Regions from separate parts of the Rattus norvegicus genome. Here region 2 is linked to region 1. Evidence: chromatin contacts called from public Hi-C data. All regions are on one chromosome and are shown on one strand. Each heading gives the region's core, a stretch centred on a gene start, on an enhancer-like site or on the middle of the called end of the contact. The rest is flanking DNA. Distances are from core to core; before and after follow the strand shown.

Evidence for each region. A called contact is a pair of places that touch in the nucleus more often than the background predicts.
Region 2: a contact with region 1 is called in a Hi-C map of liver, with 3 times the contacts expected there. The contact joins two enhancer-like sites. A contact is called at or near these places in 2 of 12 Hi-C or Micro-C datasets (hepatocytes and liver).

Annotation. Positions count from the first base shown.
Region 1 is chr3:166,814,251-166,821,199 of GRCr8, forward strand. The region is part of intron 1 of Ctnnbl1 (catenin, beta like 1); the gene reads left to right. Among named protein-coding and RNA genes, the nearest start is that of Ctnnbl1, 9.8 kb to the left of the region's middle. Within about 2 kb of position 5,516, at least 3 of the 93 cell types and tissues checked have an H3K27ac peak or open chromatin away from gene starts, as enhancers often do. A contact at or near this core is called in liver, where this site is marked.
Region 2 is chr3:166,949,455-166,955,774 of GRCr8, forward strand. All of the region lies in intron 13 of Ctnnbl1 (catenin, beta like 1), which reads left to right. Among named protein-coding and RNA genes, the nearest start is that of Vstm2l, 38 kb to the right of the region's middle. Within about 2 kb of position 2,362, at least 25 of the 93 cell types and tissues checked have an H3K27ac peak or open chromatin away from gene starts, as enhancers often do. A contact at or near this core is called in liver, where this site is marked.

The DNA of each region.
Region 1 (6,949 bases), core at 4,266-6,765:
TGTACTTCTGCTCCCTGCTCCCCGCTTTTAAGACAGGAATTGGAGTTTGTAATTGAGCCTTTTCAGTTTCTGTTTTTGTTGTTCTTGGGCGTATAAGACACATTGTTGAAAGCCTGAACTTTTGTGTTCAGAATGCATCCTTCATTTTTGTGGCAGCCTCAAGTTACGTTCTAACCCTGAGAATATTATTCTGATCATACTGAAAGAGGTTACTTTTTGCATGACAGTTTCATGCTTTCCCAGGTTAATTTTGTTAGCAAGCTGGCTATAAATAACAGGTAAAGAGCAATTCCCACTGGTGTTCCCATTTATTTCCTCTCTCGATGTGTTTTCTCTTGTAAGTTCATTTCTTCCCACCATGGCTTCCTCATCTGTCTTTCTTCCAGCTCATTCTTCTCACGGAATATACAGTATGCTCCTGTGCCTGCTGTAAGTTCAGGGAGGGAGCCAGCATCTAGCAGCATGTCTTACCTGTGCTCAGTGTCAAGCAATGGTTGCTTGGGAATGGCTTGTGTATTAGCTTTCTTATTGTTGAGATCAAATCCTCGATAAAAAGCAACTAAAGGGTGGAAAGGTTTGCTATAGTCACAGTGTTAGGGAATACAATTTATATCAGTTACTTTCCTGCTGCTGTGATTGAATCCTGACAAAAAGCAACTTAGGAAGTGTGATGGTTTATATATGCTCGGCCCAGGGAGTGGCACTATTAGAAGGTGTGTCCCTGTTGGAGTAGGTGTGTCACTGTGGTGTGGGCTTATAAGACCCCCACTGTAGCTGCCTGGAAGTCAGTTTTCTGCTAGCAGCCTTCAGATGAAGATAAGAACTCTCAGCTCCTCCTGCACCATGCCTGCCTGGATGCTGCCATGTTCCCGCCTTGATACTGGACTGACCCTCTGAAGCTGTAAGCCAGCCCCAATGTCGTCCTTAGAAGAGTTGCCTTGGTCACAGTCTCTGTTCACAGCAGAAAACCCTAGCAAAGACAGGAAGAAAGGGCTTCCTCTGGCTCCCAGCTCCAGAGGATAGAGTCCTCCATGGCGAGGAAGGAATGGCAGCCGGAGCATGAGGCCGCCCGGCAGCAGGGAGCAGCAAGGTCACTTTTCATGTGCACGTGGGCACACAGGAAGTGAAACCAGGCTATAAACCCTGGATACCTGCCCTCAGTGATGGGCTTCCTCCAGCAAGGAGGAAAGATTTCCTAACCTTCCCTAACAGCAGTACCAACTGGGGATCAAGTGTGTAGACACTCTAGCCTCTGGGAAGCATCCCTCATTCACGTCACTGCCATTCCCTGGCAACGGGAATGTGAGGGACTGGTCACACTGCACCCACGTCCAGGAAGCAGAGAGACGAATGCTGGTGATTAGCTGGAATTTTCTTTTTCACTCATTCCTGGAGCTCATTCCATGGGCTGGTACTGCTCTGTTTAGGGTGGGTCTTCCTCCTGGGTCAGACTTTTGGGAAACTCCCTCATAGGCACACCCAAAGATGTGTTTTCGTGCTGCTTCTAAAGATTTGTTTATTTGTGTATTATAAGTATAAGTGCTTTGCTCTGTGTACCGTGTGCATGCTTTGTGGCCAAAGAGCAGAAGAGGGCATTAGACTGCTTGGAACCTGGAGTTAGAGATGGTTGTGAACTGCCAAGTGGGTGCTGGGAACTGAATCCAGGTCCTCTGCAAGAGCAGCAAGTGCTTTAACTGCTGAGCCATGCCACCAGCCTCTCTGTGTGGGCTAGTCAAGTTGTCAGTGCAGATGGGGACTAGATGAGTGTGTCGTGGAGTTTCCTCCTTTCGGAAGCTCACATTCCACTGCCTCCCTTGCCAGCTGACAGGGGTTCCTTCTTTCCACTTCAGAGGATGCTTGTCACATCACCTTTGAAATATTTTTCTTTGTTTTTCAAGACAGAGTTTTCTTTGTGGCCCTGGCTATACTGGAATAGCTTTGTAGGTTAGGCTGACCTGGAACTCAGAGATCCACCTGCCTCTGCCTCCTGAGTACTGGGATTAAAGGTGTGTGCCACCACTACCTGGCTCTTAATTTTTTTTTTTCTTTTCTTTTTTTCGGAGCTGGGGACCGAACCCAGGGCCTTGCGCTTGCTAGGCAAGTGCTCTACCACTGAGCTAAATCTCCAACCCCTTAATTTTTTTTAATTAATTAATTTATTTTATTTATTTATGTGTGTGGCTGCTTTGCCTGCATGCATGTGAACCTTCTGGGTGCAGTGCCCCTGGAGGCCAGAAGAGAGCATCAGATATACTGGGAGTAGAATTACAGTTATGATCTTCTATATGGATGCTGGGAATTAGACTTAGATTTCTCTGGAAGAGCTGCAGTGTTTTTAACCAACGAACCATCTCTCCAACCCCTAATTTCACTCTTTAAAAAAGATGTGTGCGTGTGTGCGTGGGTGTGTGTGTGTGTGTGTGTGTGTGTGTGTGTGTGTGTGTGTCCGTGCCTGTGCGTGCGCGCGCATGCTTGCTGCTGGCTCTCTCGTTAATGTTCCATTTTTTAGTTTAGTGTTGTGTGTAGTTCCTGCATTTAATTGTCATAGTTCCTCAGTTTCTATGTCAGAGTTTGAGGAATACTGGTTTAAAAGCCCACATTGTTGAAGAGTGCCTGTGTTCTTTTCTGCCAGCGACTTCTTGAGCCTCACTGGTCTTACCTTTTACTAGAGTGTGGCTGTAGCCCCAGTCTTATCCTTTCAGAGGAACTCATCCAGTCTCCCCTCAGCTCCTTCACGTACCTACCAGGAGCCCTGATTGACATTTCTTGTGTCAACTGAGCTTCTGGCCAGATGTTCGGCTATCACACAATTCTCTGCTTCCTCCTCTGCCCTCCCTCCTGTGCCCAACTTCCCATTTTAGTCAGGGCTGTCAGCTGCTCAGCTGACTTGAAAGAAGCCTTGGGGCTCTTTCTCAAAGATGAAAGAACTGGGAGATGAAAGATTCTTTCCCCCTAGACCATGCGAGCTTGTGAGCCAACTCCTTTCAGGAGCCGGGAAGGCATCTGCCTGTGTGAGTGTCTGACTCAGTCTGGGTAGGAAGAGGCCCAGTTCAAGCTTGAGAAGCTTGCATTTCCAGTGAGAGCTCCAAGGGTTTGAGATCCCAGTGCCACACAGTGCTGTCACACAGGCACCAGCAAGGCGTGGTGGGATCCTGAGGCAGACAGTTCCACAGAGGCTTCCCAGAGGAAGAAGACTGTCCTGAAGAGCCTTCTTTTTATCCTTGCTATTTTGACCACCAGCTCCTGGCTGTAGCCCTGCAAGACTGCCACACAGGGTTGCTCTTGATCACATGGAGCTGTTGTCATGGTAGGTGAGGGTCCATTTTCTTTGTACGCTCACAGACATTGCTCTTCTCTAGGCATAGAGGTAGACCCAGCAGTCACCCTCTTTCCCCTTTCAGAAAGCCTGGTTGGGGTAGTTCAGATTAACCTCCTTACTTTAGGGGGTTAAATTGGGGAACAGTATCTTTCTGTGCCCTCAGTGGGTGTCACTGTTTTCAGTTGGAGGATTGAATGTATAAAGCTGAACACGATAGAGAAGTTTTTCTGTATAAAGATGACTGCATTAGAGAATGCAGAGGTTCAGAATAGCTTGTCAGTACTGTGGGAGGAAAGAATTGGAAGCCTGTGAAGGATCTTTAATGTTTAGCATGGCAGACGAATGCAGACTGTGGGTCAGATGGCCTGCGTTTGAACCCCAGTCCTGCTGAGAGCTAGCTGTGTGACCTTGGTCCAGTTAATTAACCTCTTTAAGCCTTGGCTTTTATCTTTCAAATGGAGATCATCTAACAGGGCTATCTTTAGCTCACCATCTCTAGAAATATTCTTGTTACCATTACCATCTTTTAGAAACAAACAAGCAACCCCAAGGTCTCACTATGCAGCCCTGACTGGCTTGGAAGTCTATGTAGACCAGGCTGGCCTGGAACTCACAGTTCCTCTGCTTCTGCTTTTTCAGTGCTGGGATTAAAGGCATATGTCTCCATGTCTGTGTATCATCTATATTAAAAAAAAAAATTACAGGACTAAATGAGGCAGTGTGGCTGGTCTAGTTCCCAGTAAATGGTAGCTGTTTATTATTGATATGCCAAACAAACATGTTACAGGGAAGTAAGCCTGTCTTAAATTCTGCAAAGCTGCCTCAGTGCTACCAAGATCTTTGGCTCCTTGGAGATTTAAGCTTAGAATTCAATAAGGTAAAATGAGAACAGTTTGTCACCCACACTTGCACGGTGTAGCGTATTCTCAGTAGGCCAGAGTACAGCCCTACCCCACCACAGTGAGCCGTCACCGATAGCAAAAATTATGCCTCCAAGGCTGCTATTTGTTCCCCGGGTCTCCTCCACGGCGCTGGGAAACCACAGTTTCTGCCTAGCAGGTACCAGAGATCTCATTTACAAATCACCCCTTCCTTTATCTTTTCCTAGCCATCCTGAGGGAAGTGGGTGGTTTTGATCTGAGTCGTGTGTAGCTGGAGAGAAACTGGAATTCGGAGACGGAGCCTGAGTTCAGAGCCGCCTTTCACCTTCTCCTGAATCAGCCATTGGCCTTTCACCTGAATTGTTCAGAGCCAGTTTCTCTTCCATAGAGTTCCAGAGTGACCTTAGGGTCCCAGCTCCATTACAGGCTGGCAGGTGGGCACACAATGGGTTGTCCTTGTCCTGGGGGTTAGCAATGGTGTGTGTATGGCAGGGTGCAAGTGTGTGTGTGTGTGTGTGTGTGTGTGTGTGTGTGTGTGTGTGTGTGTGTGTGAGAGAGAGAGAGAGAGAGAGAGTGTGTTAACATGTGAGGTGTGAGTGTGTGTGAGCATGAATGTGAGTGTGTGAGTGTGTGTGAGGATGTGGGTGTGAATGTATGTGAGTGAGCAAACGAGTGATCGCGTACACACACACTACAGGAGAAAATGTTGGTATCTTCTTCATTCACTCTCCACCACCTTTTTTGAGGCAAGATCTCAGCCTGAAGCTTGCCAATTTGGCCAGATAGACTGGCCAGTGAGCTCCAGGGATCTGCTTGTGTCCACCTCCCCAGCGTTGTGATTATAGGCAGAGGCTGCTGTTTGGGGAACTGGGGTCATTATGTTGTGACAAGTACTTTACTGACTAATCCAGTCACCCGAACCCCTTGGTTTTGGTTTTGGTTTTTTAAGCAGAGTCTAGCTGTGTAGCTCAAGTTGTCTAGGAATTCATAATCCTCCTGCTTCAGCCTCCCATGTCCTAGAATTACAGGTTTACCATGGTAATTACCATGCCCAGCAAAATGTTTTTAGCCTTGTGTAAAGACATCATCCACCACAGTCCTTGTATTAACTGACCCAAGAAGGAGCTGAAACTGAGCAAAATACCTGCGTTCCAAAAGCTGGTATGATTGATTATGGAAGCAGTTGCTTGCTGTCATTCACATGCTTATTGTGTTAATGCCCAGAATCGAGAGGTGCTCAGAGGTCTTCCCAGCTGGGATTCCGCTGGACTTTAACTCATGGTCCCTCCATATCAGCGCTCTACGATGGACTGTTGGAAGGCTGTTTTCTTTGCAGCTCTGGGTTTACTGGGCCGACTTTCACTGGTTTCTCCGCCCATGGTGCTTCAGTGGAATTGCAGATTAATGATTAATGATGAGAGAAACTATTGGGCATTTTGATGTCACGTAATAGCTTAGTTAGCTGAAACGGGGGTGCAGCTGTTGGTCAGGGGGAAGACAGACCTACCAAAGATCCAGCAGAACATCGAAGCTCAGCGATAAAAGAGGGCGAGAAACGACGTTACTATTGATCAGTTGGGGGTGGCTGCGAAGGAAGCCCATAATGAGGTTTAGAAGCTGGGGCAGGTTGCATTGAACTGTGCCTACTCCCGCTTGCCTGCTGTCTGTGGAGAGTGCACTGCCGGCCTTCACTAACAGATTTTCTAGGTTTCAGAGGCCTGTTGAGGTGGGAGTGCTGAGTGAGGAGGAACCCAGAGGTTCTCATTGCACCCACCCGCCTTCTCTTACCCACGGGGAGGCTGGAGCCCAGGCAGGAAAGAACCTTGCCTAAGGACCCAGCTGCTGGCTGATGGAGTTCAGAGCAGAATTCGTCCACGATCAGGCCCCTTGTTCTCTTACATCATTTGGAAGCAGATCTTCCCAAACGTACACAGCACACGCATCCTCACCTTTTCCATCAGGGCCGTCATGAGAGCACATGTTAACTGTGCAGAGCTTTGACCACTGCCAGACCCACCCTCCCCGGCTGCCGGGCCCACCTCCCCCAGCTGCGCACTCTTCTTGGTCTGCTGCAACTGCTACAGGACTGACGACTGTGTAACCTTTTGCTGAGACCCTTTGCTTCCTTCTTTTAATGGTGTCACAGAAGACGGGTTGTTGGATACAATTTATTCTTGGTGGAACTCCTCTACAAGACACTGAGGTCTGTAAGATTACAGAAGTCATTTACGACTGGTCTCTGTTTCTTTAGTGCATTCTTCTTTGGCCTGCCACTGACATCTTGAGCACTAGAGAATGTCTCATTAACAGGACTTCCTCTGGACATATGTCCTGTTTTAGAACTGCAGCTGTTGTGGTTATCTTTTCTTTATTTTTTATGTGTGTATGTTTATGTCTGTGTACCACATGCGTGCCTGGTGTCGCTGGAGGTCAGAGGAGGGCATCAGATTCCTTAGAACTGAAGTTATGGACAGTCTGGAGTTGCCATGAGACCCTGGTGACTGAACTTAGGTTCTCACTGGAGCACCCAGTGCCCTTGACATCTGAGCCATTGCTCCAGCCCCGGTTGCCTCTTAGCTAGTGTTCACATCCAGTTTCACACACCCAGAATCCCATGAAACCTGGATCCCAGCAGACGTCAGAGACTCAGGACGCCTATTCCTGGCCCGTTGGTGCCTTTCTTGTCCTCGCCGCTCTCTGGCAGGCTCTCCTTCCACGGCTCTTTGCACTCCTGTGCACATCATGGTGT
Region 2 (6,320 bases), core at 1,112-3,611, 130 kb after region 1:
ATTGCAGCAAAAGATTGAGGCAGCCTGCAGTCACATTGCACCTGCAGTCACAAAGTGGAAGGAGGCGAATGCTGGGTGGTGCCTCTCTTCCTTTCTTCTCTTTATTCATGGGACGATGCTGGGTGGATCTGCCTTCTGAGAACAGCCTCACACTCATACCCAAGTCTCTAAATCCAGTTAACTGTGAAGATTAACAGTCACAGTGTAACTACCCTTCAACAAGTGGTGAGTTTTTAGAAAGATGGATGTAGGACTAGCCAAGGTCATCCTAGGAGTCTGGGACAAGATCTGATACGAGCATAACTCTGAAACGTGCCTAAGGACAGTGCCAGGATTTGGTACCGTGGTGACCAAGTTGTATTGGTCAGTTGCTAGCTGTCATTGTCCTAAGGAAGTGGGGGAATGTGATTCTAAGGAATGGGATCCCAGCGTAAGAGCAGGAGGAAGCTGGGAAGTCAGTAGATCCAGCTGCCCATATGCAGAAGACGCATGGAATAAAGACTCCATCTCTGTGGCCAGGCCAAGCCCTAGGTTGGCCTACCTTGTACTGTCTTCTGGTGCTGCAGCTTGCTGGCGACCTAGGAAACCCATGAGCCTGGCTGGGTTTCCTTCTTGAGGGGCCATACCTACCCTTCTGTTAGCTGCTTCCCTCCCCTGCATCTCCCTGCCTCTGTATCAGTCTCCAGGCCTAGGCCCTACTCAGCACACATCTTAATTAGAGCAAGTTTTCACATTTGCCCATTGTCCAGTCTGTGTTCTGACCTACGGACTGTGTTCTGACCTACGGACACTCTCCAGTGTGTAGCTCTAATACAGTGTGAGCCCATTCCTGCTTTTTGCAGTCTGCGGCAGCCCCAAGTTTCCTTGTGATCTTGATTTTTCTGGATCTCTCAATTCTCACCTCGAAGAGACCCTGGAAGCTTTGGAGCCTCTCTAGCAGGAGTATTGGGCGCTTACCCCAGCAGTCCGCAAAACTCTGCTCCTCTGGGGTGAGCATAGGCGCCTGAGACTTGTTTCTTTGCCACTTCCACTCTCCCACACGCACAGGTCCACCTTGGCAGAGCAGTAGATCGTAACTGTTGGGACTTGCCTGTGATCTCTAAGCCTGGTCAGTGCTCGGGTGTTTGCTGATTGATTGAATTGATTGATAGGGACTCTCTTCTTCACAGAGGTACAGCTGCAGATACAGCTGCGCTTAGGCACCTAGGCACACTCCTCACCCGCTCCTTCATTCCGTCTGGAACCTGAGGAGCCCAGGGGACTGATAGAGTGCCACATAAATGACAACTAGACACAAATGAAGATTCTCTAGATCAGTGTAGGAGCAGCCATGACACTACCAGAATTCCAGCCCTGCCACGGCCCCTCATAGATCCTGTTGGAGCAGATCTCAAGTAGCAGAAGAAAGCCTGGGAGGCAGATACACCATCTTAAAGTTAGTAGTAGTCATGGCTTGTCACTGTTCCTCGTGTGACTGCTAGGTCCCTTTAACTTAATGTTTCACGTAAGGGCGCAGCCAGGTGCTTTGTTAGAACTGGGTTACACACTCCAAGGAAGACCACTTGAGTGTTGGGAACAATTTACATGTTGCTGTTAGGGTCCTTGGTGTGCGTCCCTGAAGATGATCCGGTATCTGCAGTGAAGAGGGCGTGGAATTGGTTAGTGCTGAGGGAGAGTGACGGCTGCAGCCCCACCCCCAGCCTCTAGCAGGCTACTTGTGCCACCGATTCCGGCCCTGCCATTCACTGACAAACAGCTGTCTCCTCGGTGCCAAGGCCGATTTGCTGGGCTCTGGCAAACATTCCAAGGCCATTAGTGCTCAGCAGCCTTGTGCTACTCCAAGAGCCAAGGCAGGAGGGGCACATTGGTGAGAGGCATTTGCTGCCAGCACTTGGGCTGTCTTGGCAGATGAAGCCACCTCACGGGTGTTGTGTCACAGAGCAACAGAACCTCCCTTTCACCCCTTCCTCCTGTTGTCCTCTCTCTTAAGTCATAAACAGCTGGTCTCCCTCCTCCCAGTACAGACGTTCTACCACCAAGTGGGAACTCTGCAAACATTGCTGATGTAAACACACTGGATGACAGTGACCCTCAGATTAGTAAGAAATGACTGTCTAATATTTCACTAAGCCAGCAAGGATACCCACTCTAAATAACAGAGTCAGATGTTGGCTTTCCAGTGTCTCTAAACCTAACCTTTCCCTGAAAACCTCCATTTCTCTGAGAGCTGTGCATTTCTATGTGCTTTGCACTTGACCAAGATTCAATGGAGAGAATCCAGTCATTTGGCAAATGCTGATCAGACTCCTGTTCTGGGCCAAGTGCTGGACCAGGCACTGGCCAAAGATGGTGCCAATTAGAAACCCAAGTATGGTGTGTGCTGCTGGGGAGGGCCAGGGATCCAGAGGGAGCTCAAGCCACCCTAGCAACTCTGATCCTTCCCCATGCACACCAAGTGGGGATGGGGTTTCTCAGTCTCCTCCCAACCCTGGGAGAGGAAGAGGTAAGCCAGGCCTTTCCCGGCTCTCTGCTCAGGATACATAGCCTCACTGCCCTGACCTCTGTTTTTTCCCCATGGTAGCCGTTTGTGTTTAACTAACACAAACTGGGTAGTAGCGGTATAGCAGAAGGAATGCCACACCTAGCACCCAGGAGACAGGCAGAGAGAGAGCCTTTGTGTCCTTTCCTCTGGGAGGTCCCTGTTGATGCCCAGAGTTTATTCTCTGCTTCCCTACACCTCCAGCCCTGTCCTCCTGCCTCCTGTGAGGTCAGATCTCAGAGAAATCTGTGTCCTCCTCACAGAAATATGCAGTCCCTGGCATAAAGCCTGTCCCGTCATAGCTGGTAGACAGTGTACTTGTTTGCTTCCTCTGTGCCTGTCTTTTTTGTTGTTGGTTGGTTGTGCTTTGTTTGTCTGAAGTGGGTGTGTGTGTGTGTGTGTGTGTGTGTGTGTGTGTGTGTGTGGCCCTGGTTGTCCGGGAACTCACTCTGTAGACCAGACTGGCCTTGAACTCAAAGATCCACCTGCCTCAGTCTCCCCAGTGCTGGGACTGAAGGTGTCCATGGCCACACTGCCCCAGCATGGTCTCTAGATCTTCACCCTGAGCCTGAGGAAAGGACCACTGCTCCTTGAGAGAGTTCATTGTCTGCCCCCTGGGTGTTAAGGATAAAAATACCCCCACATTGTTCCATAACTTTCATTGTTGCCTGTAATGCTTAGTTTACAAAACAGCAAAACCCCCCACAACCCCTCTCGGTGAAAACACATAAGTACGTACAAGTGGATTCTAATGTAGCTGCAACAGCACCATAGTGTTCAGTTGGTGTGGGTCTTGGTTTGTTTTGCTGCAGGCAGTGTTAGGAATGGAAGCCAGGGCCTTGCACATGCCGGGCAGCACTCTCCTGTGGAGCAGCATCTCCAGTCCTGCAGCCGTCTGCGCTGAGGAAACACACGTGTGCTTAGGAGCATGTATGGGACTCCTCCAGCACTAGATTATTTTATGCATTTTCCGTTCATAGTATATCACCACAATGATGTGTAACTGGCACAGAGCGCCGTCCATGCCTTGGGCTGGTTGGTGCCCAGTGTGTTCCCGCTGTACGCAGTGTCCTTGAGCTCCAGAGTGAAGTTGGACATACCCCAGGGGCTCCTGGTTAACAAGATTTGAACTTTTAAAGGCCGTGTAATGCTTCCAACTCTTCAGCAAGCAGCAGCCCTCGTGATCAGTAAATACCCAGGGTGCTTGTCTCAGCAGATTTCACTGGGCTCCCCAAACAGGCTGAAGCCCAGAAAAGACCAGGATCCCTGTGGGTTCAGCGTACAGAAGCTGCCTTCAGAAGCAAGACGTAATTAGATAGGTGCTGGCAGGGATTTCTGAAAGAGGGAGGAGAGCCTTAGAGAGAGGCTTTTCTTTCTTAGTTCCTGGGAAAATTATACTCAGCAGGTTTATTCAATAAAGTGTTCTCACCACATACTTCGCACCGTAATGACTTACAAATTGCATGCTAATTTTGCCACAGTTAAATCATTCCCAGCTTTATCCTGCAAAGAAAAAGATGGACTCTGTAATGAAACAGTATCCACAGGACTTGATATCTTAAGCAGACCGGCTGTTTCTTCAGCCTCCAGAACTCACTTGAAGATATGGGTGACTGGGTGGAAGAGGGGTGTGAAAGGTGGGGTGAACATGTGGGGTGCGTGACCCTGAGCGCCGGGTGGAGATCTGGCTTCCACTGTTCTACTAACTGTGCTGGAAGCTTCCAAAGCTTGCTTTAAAAAAGAGAGCTCATCCTGCTGAGAGTTCCTCTCAGCTCATCTTTAAACCAGTGCCTCACAGACTCAGCCAGTGAGCTTGCCGGTAGAAGGTAGTGGGAGAGGGGAGAGCTTCATGGTGCCTTTTTCCTGTCTCCAACTTCTCTCTTTGGACACCCACCGTTTCAGCCACGGCCCCTTTGGCTCCTGCTTCTCTGACAGTCAGTTCCAATCAGTAACTGGAAGAGAAGTCAGTGGGTCTGAGATCTGGCTCCACTCCTCGTGCTCGCCCCACAGCGTGGCCCTGAGCACTGGTTTTTGCCTTTCTGAACCTGAGTGCTCACTTAGTGAGGCTAATGTCTCACCTCCATGCCACCTCCCAGGCCTGCTGTAGGCTTTGTGAGGGTCAGGGCTGTGCCAGGGCCTCCCGTCCGTAGCATGTACCTGGACGTCTCTTTTAGGCTTTCTGATTCATTCAGTGCAAACCCAAGCCATGGGGTTCCTAGAGTGGAAACACCCTAGGGCCATTCACCAGTGTAACCAATCAGACCCTGGAAGCCATCTGCCGCTTAATGTCACACATCCACCAGACAAGCTTGACCTGCAGTGGCTCCCATCTCCTTCTCACTGCCACAGGCTGCATCGCAGGTGACCATAGTCACTTCCTTAACTTTCACACAGCAGCTACCTACTAGTCTCCTTAACTCGAGGAGTGTGCTCTGTGGATCTTCCTCACCCTTACCCAGAGACCACCCCCAACACACACACACACACACACACACACACACACACACACACACACACACACAGTCAAACCAGTGTTGTTGTGATACCATCAGCTTAGAGGTGAACCAGACCCTGCCACATTCCACACCCATCACTACATGAAGAAGCTACACGTTCCTCCCCTAGACTCATGCTTTCTCAGATCTGCAAGAGCCAGGCATGATGGTGCACATCTATAATCTCAGGATTTGGGAGACAAAGGCAAAAGAATCTCAGATCGGAGGCTAAAACACCTGCAGAATGCTTGTCCATTATGTCTGCACCACCTCTTCTGCACCCTCCTCTGCTGCATATGGCTGCCGCTTGGAAGCCATCAGGGCTTGGGTGTGTAGACAGTCATCAGGGTGTGTGTGTGTCTGTGTGTCTGTGTGTGTGTGTGTGTTGTCTGTCATATCAAGCAGCTGCAGTAGTATTCTCCCTCAGTTCTTAGCAAATCCATCCCTGAGAATGTCCGGAGCTTCTCTTAGGTACCTAAGCACATCTGCACCACAGCCTCAGGATGGCGATGAGAGACTTAGTGGTCACAGGTTCTGGTTCTCCTCCAGCCTGTGGATCACAGTACCTCCCTTGAACTCCCTGCTTCGCTTTGCTCACTGGTGAAAGCATCAGTATAAGAGTGCTAATCTTACACAGTGGGACCTAAGCACGGATATTCCCCGGCTTAAGAAAGGAGGCTATTCTTCAGAATTATTGTCACAAGTGGCTCTGGCCTCCAACCCAGTCCTCACTGGTAGAGTTTGCTTGTACTTTCTCCCCCAATAGAATCATTGTCTGATACTCTCTGCTATGGTGGAAATTCTGCTTCTCAATACTGGTTGGCTTGTTCTCCGCTGGCAAAATGAGCAGTTGGGTATTTGGGGTTTTATTTGTTTATTTGTTTGTTTTTAGGGAAAGAAGGCACCGTGGAACTGTGGAGCCTGGTATAGCCAGGTTAAGCACCAGCTCTGCCCCACTCAACGTAGAAAGTTCCCTTTGTTAGGAAGAGTGAGGCCGTGTGTGGGAACCTGGCACGTGCACATATCTTCCTTATGACCGGGGCCCTGGCCTGAGAGCCCTGAGTTCTTCTGGAGATGCTATCTGTTAGCTATGCACACATCCCAACCCCAGATCCCTAGCCTCAGCTTCCCCAGCTGAGAAGAGTCTGCCAGGATCCGCGCCCTGTTAGAGGCATTTGGAGGAAGGGCTTTGGGGGCGTTTGCATCTTGTCTCCCTTTACCACTTCCAGTTGGGGCTGCATGTGGAGGGTTCACAGCCACCTCTTTATGCTGGTCCCCTTCCCTCA